Regions from separate parts of the Mus musculus genome. Here region 1 is linked to region 2. Evidence: chromatin contacts called from public Micro-C data. All regions are on one chromosome and are shown on one strand. Each heading gives the region's core, a stretch centred on a gene start, on an enhancer-like site or on the middle of the called end of the contact. The rest is flanking DNA. Distances are from core to core; before and after follow the strand shown. Region 1 overlaps Gm11266 (predicted gene 11266). Region 2 overlaps Gm5860 (predicted gene 5860).

Region 1 (5,462 bases), core at 2,405-4,904, 440 kb before region 2:
CTTTCCAAGGGAGGGCATTAAGAAGAGAAAAATTGAGGTACCTGGGCTATCCTCAAGTTTGAAGGGTCCATAGACCTTGTCTCTTAAGTCCCCAACTCTCCTAAGATGGGAGGAAGGAACACCTAGCCCTTGTAGGGCAAACCTCTGCCTCCAAATCCACAGGCAGAAGCCAGCACTTCTAGGAAGATGTTAAGGCAGGTAAAGGAAAGAAAGATTGATTAAAAAATTTTCTAAAAGCTGACTGGATCCCTCAAGGGAGAACCAGAGAGGAAGACTGAGAGCACAGGGGGCGGAGACTTGGTCATCTTTTGCAGACCCTATCTCCTCTATACTCAAACCTGTTTGAATTATTGTCAGACAGGGCAGGGGTCTACAGTTCTTTCCAGTGGGGAGTCAGACATGAGGGGTGTCTATTTCTCTATTAAAGGTAGCCCTCCATTGAGTTTGGTTTCTTTGCTTTTCAATGAGTCAGTCACCTCTGGCCTGTGTGTTGATGGTTAGAGCTGCCAGGCCAGAGAGAGACTCAAGGCAGACTTTCAGAACCCCTAGAGGTGGTCTGCTTAACATCTGGGGGCTTGGAAAGAGGAAGCTGGGCTGAGAGGGTGCCCAGCAACCTCTCCCTTCAAAGCCCATACTCTGCTCAGTGAGGTCCTTCCATGTGTACCTCTAACCCTCAGGCCTGGATTAAGAGGGAAAGGGAGCAAGAGATGGTTGTGGTTTTCAGTTTATGCTTGTGTATAGGGTGCTCCTGTTTTTGTCTCCCCCTTCATCCCCTCATGTCCTAGCAACCATGGAGGGGGGAGGCTTAGTGGGTACCAAGAAATTGACCAACTTATTCTTGTTAATCCGGCATAAAATAGCACAAACACTGACTCTCCATTAAAAATAGGATCAAAAAAGAAGAAGAAGAAGAAGAAGAAGGAGGAGGAGGAGGAGGAGGAGGAGGAGGAGGAGGAGGAGGCAAGGAAGGAAGGAAAGAAGGAAGGAAGGAAGGAAGGAAGGAAGGAAGGAAGGGAGGAAGGGAGGGAGGGAGGGAGGAAGGAAAACAGAAAACTAGAACTATTTGGGTAGGAACTGTGTGGGAATGAGAAATGGGTGTGCTTGCTGATCCTGTCCCTTTAAGAAAAATCCATAAAGGTTTTCCATCAGCCCAGTGTCTGGGAAAGAAGCAAACTAACTGCTTGGAACAAAAGAGACAAAGAGGCCAAACAACAAAACAAACAAACAATCCCCTCCCCCCTCTGAGACGACAATAGACTAGACGCAGCAAGCAAGCACAGCTAAGGCCTGGCCGGCTGCTCCTGTCCACCTGCCAAGTCTCCCCATTTGGCTAGAGACCTTCTCTCTCACCCCACTCCCACCCTACCACCCCCTCCCAAATCCCTTTCTCTCTTTCTCTGTGTGACTCTGTGTCTCTCTTGGGGTCTGGCTGTGTGTGTGTCTCATTTTTCTTTCACTGTATTTCACTGTCTCAGACTCTCTCTCTCTCTCTCTCTCTCTCTCTCTCTCTCTCTCTCTCACACACACACACACACACACACACACACACACACACACACACACACTAACACCTCTGGCATGTATTTATCTGTCTGTTTCCTAGACCATCTCAGCAGCTCTGTCTTAAGTGTCCCCCTCACTCCCCAGACCCCGTGCCTTGCCCAGGCATCCCTTTTGTGTTGTCTTTGCAGCAGTCTCTGCCAGGAGGACCAAGGTCCATTTGCACTTCAATTTCAGCCTTCCCCTCCTGTTCGGCTCTTTGCTCCTTTTCTGTAAGGCTCTGGCATGCTCCCTCCCCGCCCCAGCAGCCCTTTCTTCGGAGCTTGGCACCGCTTGGGACTCTCATGCATGCCTGCCTTCTCTTTCTCTCACCCCCCCCCCCCTTCTCCTCTGCAGCAGGCCCCCTCCCCTTTGCCCCCAAATCCAGTCCTTTTCTTTTTCTTCCCCCCTCCCCTTCAAACTTTCATAAAATACTGTAAACAACTTTGCCTGGGGATTGCTTTTCTTTGTAGGGTGAATAGAAAGCTTTGGAGAGGGAGACATGGAAAAAGGAAAGAGCGGACAGAGGCAAGTACAGTCGGCAGCAGAGGCCGTGTCGTGGAACCAGCTCCCAGCCAACAGCCTCGGCCCCTTTCAGGCTTTCTTTCAAATAACCCCTTTTGTGCCAGAATGCCTCCTGAGGCATCTGTGTCTGCTCAGGAAGGCCTGGCCCAGGCCTGCATCCCTTCTTCAAACGGCAGTAGGGGTGAGACCAGGCACCCACACCCACAGGAAGGGTTGCTATTGATTTAGTCACAGGCCTGCCACCCTCAACCCCTCATGGGCATGGGAGGTAAGGGGTACCCCGGCAATGGCAGCTTAGGCTTCAGTTCCTTCTTGAGAGTTGTTTAGAACAGAGACTGTAAAAAGAATGCTTTCCCAAGGACTAGAGAAGGAACATAATCGTCTAGAGAATGAAGATGTGGTCTTAAGCAGAGAGAGTATAGATGTGTGGGGCGTGGGGGGTGGGGCACTTGACTGTTGGAAGATGTGTAAGGCAGGGCTTGCACAGTCAGGAAGAACATGGCCAGGAAAGTGCTCGCTCTACCCCATACCACACGTGCACTGTGAGGTCAGGGCACAGAACCAGGGAAACTTGTTTCCCCTGGCCCCAGCCACTCCTTTTCTTCTCTTAATTTTAGTAACAGACAGACAAGGACATAGATGGGACCCTCCTAAAGGGGGAGAAATCGCTGAGTGTTAAAACCAGAAGCAGCAAAACATATTCTTGCTGTTTGGTTGCTTGGCGATGGGGGCAGTATGAAGAAATGCTGATGGTATCAGAAAGTAGGGCTGGATTAGCCTAAGCTCAGTAACAGCGCTCTGACAGAGCCTGCACAAAACCCAGGCACTGAAACGATTGTTTAGAAACATATACACCTGTGTACAGATATACTTATGTAAATGTATGTGTATTTATTTGGTGGCGGGGTTTTTTTTTTTGGGGGGGGGAGTCAGAAGAGAAGGGAGGGGTGTGACTGGCAGCTTCTTGATCAGGCAAGTGTAGGAAGGCTGATGTGCCTCCCCCATGTTGATTTTATAAAGACGAGAGTTTTTTCATACATGAATACACCACACACAAGCCTGGCATATGCTTAGGCCTCATGAGCAAGTCTGATTTTCATGTCCTAAGGGAAACCTCACTGCCGTCTGACTCAGTGACTGAACCCTGTGGGCCATCCAGCAGTCTACTCTGTCTGTGCCCAAGTGCCATCTTGAGGTCATGTGTTCTTCCCTAGAATCATTAGACTGGATTCTCTCCTCTCCGGGGTCTTTCCTTTCTAAAGTTAAGAGGGAGATCCTTATCCAGCCCTCTGCGCATGCTTCCACCATCTCCAGAGATCTGCTCTTGGAAGCATGCTCAACAGAGTCCTTTGGCCAGAAAGCCTAAGGAGAGGAGAGAGAGAGAGAGAGAGAGGATAGTATGTTCTAATGAACTCTTGCGCTGGGCCCAGAACAGTCCCAATTGGGAATACTGTTTTCTTGGTATTTTGACCTTGTGTCAAAATGACTGATTCCTCCCCCTCCCGGGAAGTCACTTCCTAGCCAGCAATGACTCTGGAGCTGTTCTGGGCTCCACACATCAGTGCATCTGGAAGCACTCACGGGCAGAGGCCTTCTGGCTGACTGAGGCAGGGAGTCCTCCTTAGGCCTGGGAGCTCCAGGGGAGCCTCTGACTTCCAGGCTGGAGGAAGAATCACACTGAAAACCTCCCCACCTCCAACTTCCTTTCTCCATGGTCTTATTGTGTGCTCTGCTGACCCTCCATGTCCACACTTCCTGGCTTCCTGTGTGGGTTTCCTGTCTGATCACAACCTCAGCAGCCATGGAGAGGGAGAGGATGACAGAGATGCCGGCAGAGTGGAGGATCCCTCAGCTCCTTTCCCAAAGCTCTCAACCGCATGCTCTTGCTTCTCTGTCCTCAGATTCTCAAAGACTTAGGGTGTAGCTGGGAGAACTTGCTTGTGTTTTTCCCCATTTGGGCATTCTGACATGCGTGTACCACCTTTCTGTAAACTACAAGTACACTTGTCTATTCTTCCTGGAAAGACTTCCACATGCAGACTTCAGCTGCCATGCACCAAGCATCCCCGAGGTGTCAAAAACCTGTGCAATCAATCAAGCATAGGCTTTTTAGTTCCCCAGTTCTGACAGATGGGAGTGCTGGTAGTCACTTAGTCCTTTAGAGCTCTTTGCCTGAGATGGGAAAGACCATAGAGTGTGACATTGGGTGCTAAGAGCCTCTGAAGTCCCCCCAAACCCGCCATTGTATTCTTTTGGGCTCCTATTTAAGAAGAAATCTGAGATTCTGTTTTCTTATTTTCTTGTTGACTTATGTTCTTTATCTACTACATGGTTTCATGCTGTACGGTGGCAGAAAGGCATTTGTTAATTCAATGAGTTCAGTGGGTTAAGACCCTCCCCAGGCAATCAGTAAGCTTGCCACTATCTGTAACTCTGGTCCCAGGGAATATGACACCCTCTTCTGGTCTCCAAGAACACTGCTCACACACAGCACACATACATACATGCGGGCAAAATACTAATACATATAAAAGTAATAAATAAATCTTACAAACAAAATAAAAGCACTGTCTGGGCTTCCCTTCAATGTAATTAAATCAGAATTTCTAGGAATGTGGATATGTATGTATATATATATATATATGTATATATATATACATATATATATATGTATATATATGTATATATATTCCTCTAAACTTTTTGAGGGTTGGTTAGATGTACTGATTTATAGGCCGGGAAACAAGTATATTAGAGTTCACAATGCTTTCTCCTTTATGAAGTACGTGATGAGTTCATTCCTACCACAGGACATGGTTCTCTGGAGACAGAAAAATTCAGCTGATAGATTCTGCACTGTTCACGTGTGAGACTTTAGAAGCGAATGCTAACCTGCAAATGTAAGAACACAACCTCTGTGAAGTATGTTGGGTATGGGTCTGTAAACTGAACCTAGAGTTCCAATTCAGGTGCCATACCTAACTTGAGTTGTGACCTTGGACAAATCACTTGACATTTTGGGTCTCAGATTTTTTTTTCCAGTGTAAAAAGAAATATCTGCTGTGAGGACTCTGTAATCTGTCCTGCTGTGCTCCAGCCTTAGCTCAATTTGCTAAATTCTTGGAAACCCAGACGCTTAGCTAGGCAATTACCAAATATTTTTGGAGGCTGGCTCACTTCTTCATGCACGGTACTGACATCTACTCTTCGGCTGCTCTACTGAATCCCTTTCCCAGACCCTAAGTATCAGAGTGATGATTTTTAAATAATTCTGGGCTCCCTTAATTCTCTTTCCCAGTCCCTTGCAAATGAGCAGATGAAGAGAATGGAGGGGTGGTAATGTCTATGAGCAGTGGGTAATGACTAACAGAAGTTTATCCAGTTGGATAAGTGTCTAG
Region 2 (5,244 bases), core at 1,806-4,305:
TCTTTGCTTCACATTTTATTTTCATGAATATTAGGAGTCTGACATGGCCTCAAGTTACATAAACTCTCTGAGCTTCAGCCTTGTCCTATGTTGCCCAATCGATACTCACTCTTTCTTCCTTAGTTGTTAAGCACATATAGGACCCACAGCAGAGGACCTCTGATGGCTTCCTGTTCAAGGACATTGGTGACCATCCCTTTCTTTCCTACTCTAATGGAGACTGAGATGGTGGGAGATTACATGTATGTATTTGCATGTTACACACAACAATTACATATATGTATGTGTATATATGTATTTACATCTGTATACTTGTATTACCATATGTAAATAATCAGATAAATCAATGTAAACTCAAAATACTGGAAATAATAAGAAAACAATCTTCCAAAATTCCTATCAAATTAGAAATAAAACCTTAGTTCTGGGAATTCAGGAATGAATCCAAACAATCAAAAACATAAGGGGAAAGCAACAAGACACATGCAATGTTTCTTGGCAGATGTGCCCCCATTTCTCCTCACAGAACCCATATGAAGACAGTGTTCTCTTTAAGAGTGTGCAAGTGTCTTGGTGACTGCAGAGGGTTTGCCCTCATGCTAGTGTTGTCAAAGGTCTTGGTCTTTTCCCTTTTCAAGTCTATCCGATAAATCTTCCCCTTTCTTTCTCTTACTTCCTCCCAAATCCTCAGTGACAGGGACAGCTGCAGTCCCTTCCTCCCCCTCTAGCACTCAGTGTGGAAGGCTGTTGCCATTGGAGACCTCCCCAGCTCCCACAAGCTCTTTCTGTCCAAGAACCTAGGTGGTGGACTTAAAGTAGTAGAAAACAGTCAATAATTAGGAAAACAGATTTTTCAGCCAAACTAAGTAACTAAAGCTTGGATTTCATATCTGAAATATTGGTTGTGCTAATTAATTAGCACAAAAATAATGGTCTGTAGGGAAACATGGCTGTACAAACTTTTGGCTGGACCTAGCAAAAATGAACAATAGGCCCAGGAAAATGTTAATAGCAAAGAGAGGCATTCTAACAAAGTTTTACAGTATGTGGTTTAGGGTCCTCGGGGCGAACATATGCATTACACATCTAACCCCATACTGAGAAAATAATCTCTAATGCTGGTTCCTCAGCTACTCCTATTAAAAATTCTCCAAAATAGAAAGCCTGCCAATTTCAGACTAAGAATAAATGGCTCATGGTTCCTTCTGAAACAGCATCCAAGATTCATGTTCTCAGCACTGCACACAAAATCACTGGGGGAGGAACTGCTCTGGTTTCTGGGGAGCCAGAAAAAGCTCACATGTCAAGGCAGCTCCATTTCTTTCAGGCAGGGCACCCGAAGGTCCCTGTTTGTTCATGAAGGTTTCGGTCTTGATTTGATATTAAAAGAGGCCAGGATCCAGCTTTGCTTTTGTTAATATGCAGCCAATATCTATTTAGAATTCATGATGGAGGGGCTATAAAATGTATTCTGAACTTGGTAGGCTGTCACTTTGCAGAATCTACATGAAGAAAGGAAGAACCCAGTCCATTTTTCCCCCAAGACAGGGTTTCTCTGTGTAGCCCCAGCTGTCCTGGAACTCATTCTGTAGACCAGGCTGGCCTCGAACTCAGAAATCTGCCTGCTCTGCCTCCCAAACCCAGGCTATGTATGTGTGACCATGGTGGGTTTTATGGAGCACCGTGATGCTCTATTAATGGACCTGAAATTTGGATGAGTGGAGAGTTTCTTTACATAAATTATTGTATAGTTAAATAGATATTGGTACATGAAATGATATTGGTGAACATATGTGAGGAAAGACATGGGAAAAATTTTAAATTGTTTCAAACCTTTGTATTGTGATGTGTGATGTGTACGTGTGAGTGTGTGTGTGTGTGTGTGTAATGACTGAAGAAAACATTTGAAATGTGAAATTATATATCAAAGTCTTCAGCTACAATCTCAGCTCCCAGCTGTGACAGTCTGATTGTTCCTCTAGCTTTCTCATGCCTGGGTGTTCCTATTAGTAATGATGAACTCTTTATCTCTGTCCATACTACAGGGAAGTGAGGACCAGGCTGAAGGGACAATAGACCACTCTCAGACCTAAATTCTTAAATACATATATCCCTTGGCTTTTAGTGGCTAAAATAGAAGGTGATGTTAAAATATTGCCATGTGTCAGTTATTTAATTTCTTAATTTGGGAGTCTGATTCTGCAAATACTTGACATTGACTGGTTCTCCAAGGCTCTGAGAGGCTCTAAGTACCATCTCTCATGGAGACACTCGTGATCTCTGATCCCAGGCTGGTGGAGCTCTGTGTTAGGAGTCCACACCTGCCTAGTGTTGAGCTGCTTGTTGTTACATCTGGGCAGGTCTCACTTGTATTTGACACTGTGAAGACAAGTAGACAGAACAAGACTCTCATTTCCCAAGTTTCTGACCTGTTCACTCAACCTGAGAAGTAGACGGCAGTCCTATACACATCAATAACTTTCAAATTATGAGTCCCACATTCAGAGTGACCTTGATTTCAAGGCTCTCTTAGGCATCCTGTTATTCCTGCTGGCTCCTGGATGTTTCTGTACATGACCTACAGCTTGTATGACCCTGTCCCTTTGAGGCAGCCTCTGTTCTCAGAAGTTAGAACATTTAGGCATGTTCCCAAAACTCCTTTGCCTTGGGATTTGGCCTACAGAGAGAAACACTTTTCTTTCTCTTTTGGCTGCTTCCAAACCTGTGTGTGACTGCATAGTGTTATGTCTGCTGAGTGTGAGCGTAGAAAGGACAGGCCTCCATTTCCAAGAATCAACAATTATGCTCACAGAGACAATCCATGAGATTTCTTTGGATGTGCTTCAAGAGGCCATGCCCGTACAAACACTATCCAGTATTTTCATTGAGTCTGAATTGGCCATTGAAAGTGTCATTTCACAAGGACCCTATTCTAAGTCAAGTTCCTTACAATATGACAGCATTCCTTTTTATTTCTAAGCCTGGCCTGTTTTATACCTTTGACCCCTTTTATGTGTGGCAAAGGGAATTACAATTCAGTTGTGTTTCACATGCTGACAATTTTGACTTCATGTCCTTGGAATTTTGCCTGGCAGATGAACGAAGGGCTGACATTAGGTTGCGTATATGCTGTGCTCTACAATTAGAAGAGGCACAGAGCTGCTCCATGGGCTGTAATGGTATTTCATCACCCCCCACCTTGTTCTAAGTAAGGATCTGATTCTCAACAATTACATATGCTGTGGTAGTCTATTCATAATAGTATTTCAAGATCAGACTAATATCTACCTACACACCTCAGTTTTTTAGCCAGCACAAGACTGAGAGAATACAATGAGTAGCCCATAGCTGTATTAGTATTATTCTTCCTTACATACTTTGTGGGTGTGTTGTCTTAAAGACTCTGACTTAAGGAGGCAAAGACATCCTTGATGAATGTCACATAGGACTCTCCAAGTACTAGCTGGTGGGCTACTGTGTGTGACCGAGATACTACTGAATCTCACTGGAACTCCTCTTGATTGGTCCTATATGCACAATTTTCTGCAAAGAGTCATCTCCTTACTCCCATTGATTATTACAATGTCCATATAAGGACAGGGAGATAGGCTAATCTATATAATAATGGAAAGCTGGAGGACCACTGTAGTAAATATGCAGTTTATGTTCATTTGCCATGCTTTAGAGAGCCCTATGAATATAAGGAAAGTCATGGCATCAGATGAGGCCGAACTAGCAAAAATAAAGTGCAATATCACTAGACAACGATCTTTATTCTCGGTCCAAGACAAAGAGAATTTAAGGCAAAGGAGACGTGGTGTGGCTTTATGGGCACATCCAATAACAAAGTGATGCAACATAACTTTGACCCAGATGCAATCTTTCCCTCTGTTCCAAATTACAAACAAGCTACTCTGCAGGGACCAGTACAGTGGGAAGCAGATAAGAGCATTTCGTCACCATCACCTGAGAAGGGTTAAGGGCACAGCAATGAAGCCACACAGTAGTCTGCCAACTTGGTGCTTATGGCCATTATGGAAACTGTAAGAAATAACAAACAGGTAGACTTTTGCTTTCTTCCTAAGGGATTTATAATCCAATGGATCTGAGATGAAGAAAGAGGAATTCTTTGAGCTTTTTGGAGTGACTATATTAATGAATGTGATTTGGAGGCCATTTGTCTAATGAAGTTGAACTGAGTGAAGTCTACTATGAGAACCAGAAAATGTCATTTCAGTCTTCTACAGTAATGCTATAGTAGGCCCCTTTCTTTTATTCTTCATACGGTATTTTGTCAATCTCTTTGTAACCTTAGTTGTGAAAAACTAGATTATGAAGAAATACAAAAATATTTTTATTCTGGGAGACTATACAAATTAAAAATACTGTCACTAAATGTTTGAAGCTTTAATACCTCTTAAAAATATTCCAACATGACAACCACAGTCCTACTAAGCTATCACTTCTATGAACCAAAACAAGGACAAGTGTGTCAAGATAAACTTTGGGGTGCAATAGTGGCACAGATACAGTGGCAGTAATCAACAATTATCTAATTTGCCTGCTTAACAAGAAGGAAGCATGCCTACTGCCAGAAACTTAGGCAACTACTTCGTGCTAGTGAATTCATCGATCTTGTAAGAGAAACTTTAACCACCACTTTACTAAACCAGTATAATCCATAACTGCATCCAAGTATTCATCCTTATATCCACATATAAGTATAGTCAAGTCAACATAGTTTTGCAAGAGCAGGTGACTATTACAGAAAAACACACAATGAAAATACAGAGTTGTGGAGTCTAGTCCTAACTGATACTTCTAGAAAACATTGGTACAACCAAGATTCAGGGAACATTAGGAAGAAGGGAGGTGAAGATTGTAAGAGACAGAGGACTGAGGAGTTTCTGTGAGATTGTGTCCCCTAGTAGATGTCAAATCTAAACCTATACAGTCTTACCAGCAAGACTGCCTAAACATTTGCTGAGCAAGGGTAACATGGACATGCCAAAGTGGAAGGAAAGAGGAGGCAAAAAGAATGCAAGATCCAGAATGTTGACTTGTGTTCCTTACCAGCACCCTTGAAGGTGGGGGTAAGAAGTTGCAGAGTCAACAACACAGACTCCGGGAGTCAGTCAAGTGGCAAAGCAGACTCAATTCATATTGCAAGGAACTGGACAAACCTTCAGACCCTAATCCCACCATCTCACTCTTTCAAGTAGCCTGAAGTTGTGCTGTCTCTTT

The links. Hi-C and Micro-C count contacts between places; a contact is called where the count stands out from the background.
Region 1: a Micro-C map of brown adipocytes shows a contact between it and region 2, with 4 times the contacts expected there. The contact joins two enhancer-like sites. A contact is called at or near these places in 1 of 15 datasets of contacts at CTCF or cohesin (the NIH/3T3 cell line), 2 of 484 Hi-C or Micro-C datasets (brown adipocytes and cerebral cortex), 1 of 115 datasets of contacts at active chromatin or transcription factors (embryonic stem cells) and 1 of 9 other capture datasets (embryonic stem cells).

The regions. Positions count from the first base shown.
Region 1 is chr4:82,529,268-82,534,729 of GRCm38.p6, reverse strand. All of the region lies in intron 1 of Gm11266 (predicted gene 11266), which reads right to left. Among named protein-coding and RNA genes, the nearest start is that of Gm11266, 24 kb to the right of the region's middle. Within about 2 kb of position 3,654, at least 91 of the 459 cell types and tissues checked have an H3K27ac peak or open chromatin away from gene starts, as enhancers often do. A contact at or near this core is called in brown adipocytes, where this site is marked.
Region 2 is chr4:82,088,517-82,093,760 of GRCm38.p6, reverse strand. The region is part of intron 2 of Gm5860 (predicted gene 5860); the gene reads right to left. Among named protein-coding and RNA genes, the nearest start is that of Gm11264, 25 kb to the right of the region's middle. Within about 2 kb of position 3,055, at least 16 of the 459 cell types and tissues checked have an H3K27ac peak or open chromatin away from gene starts, as enhancers often do. A contact at or near this core is called in brown adipocytes, where this site is marked.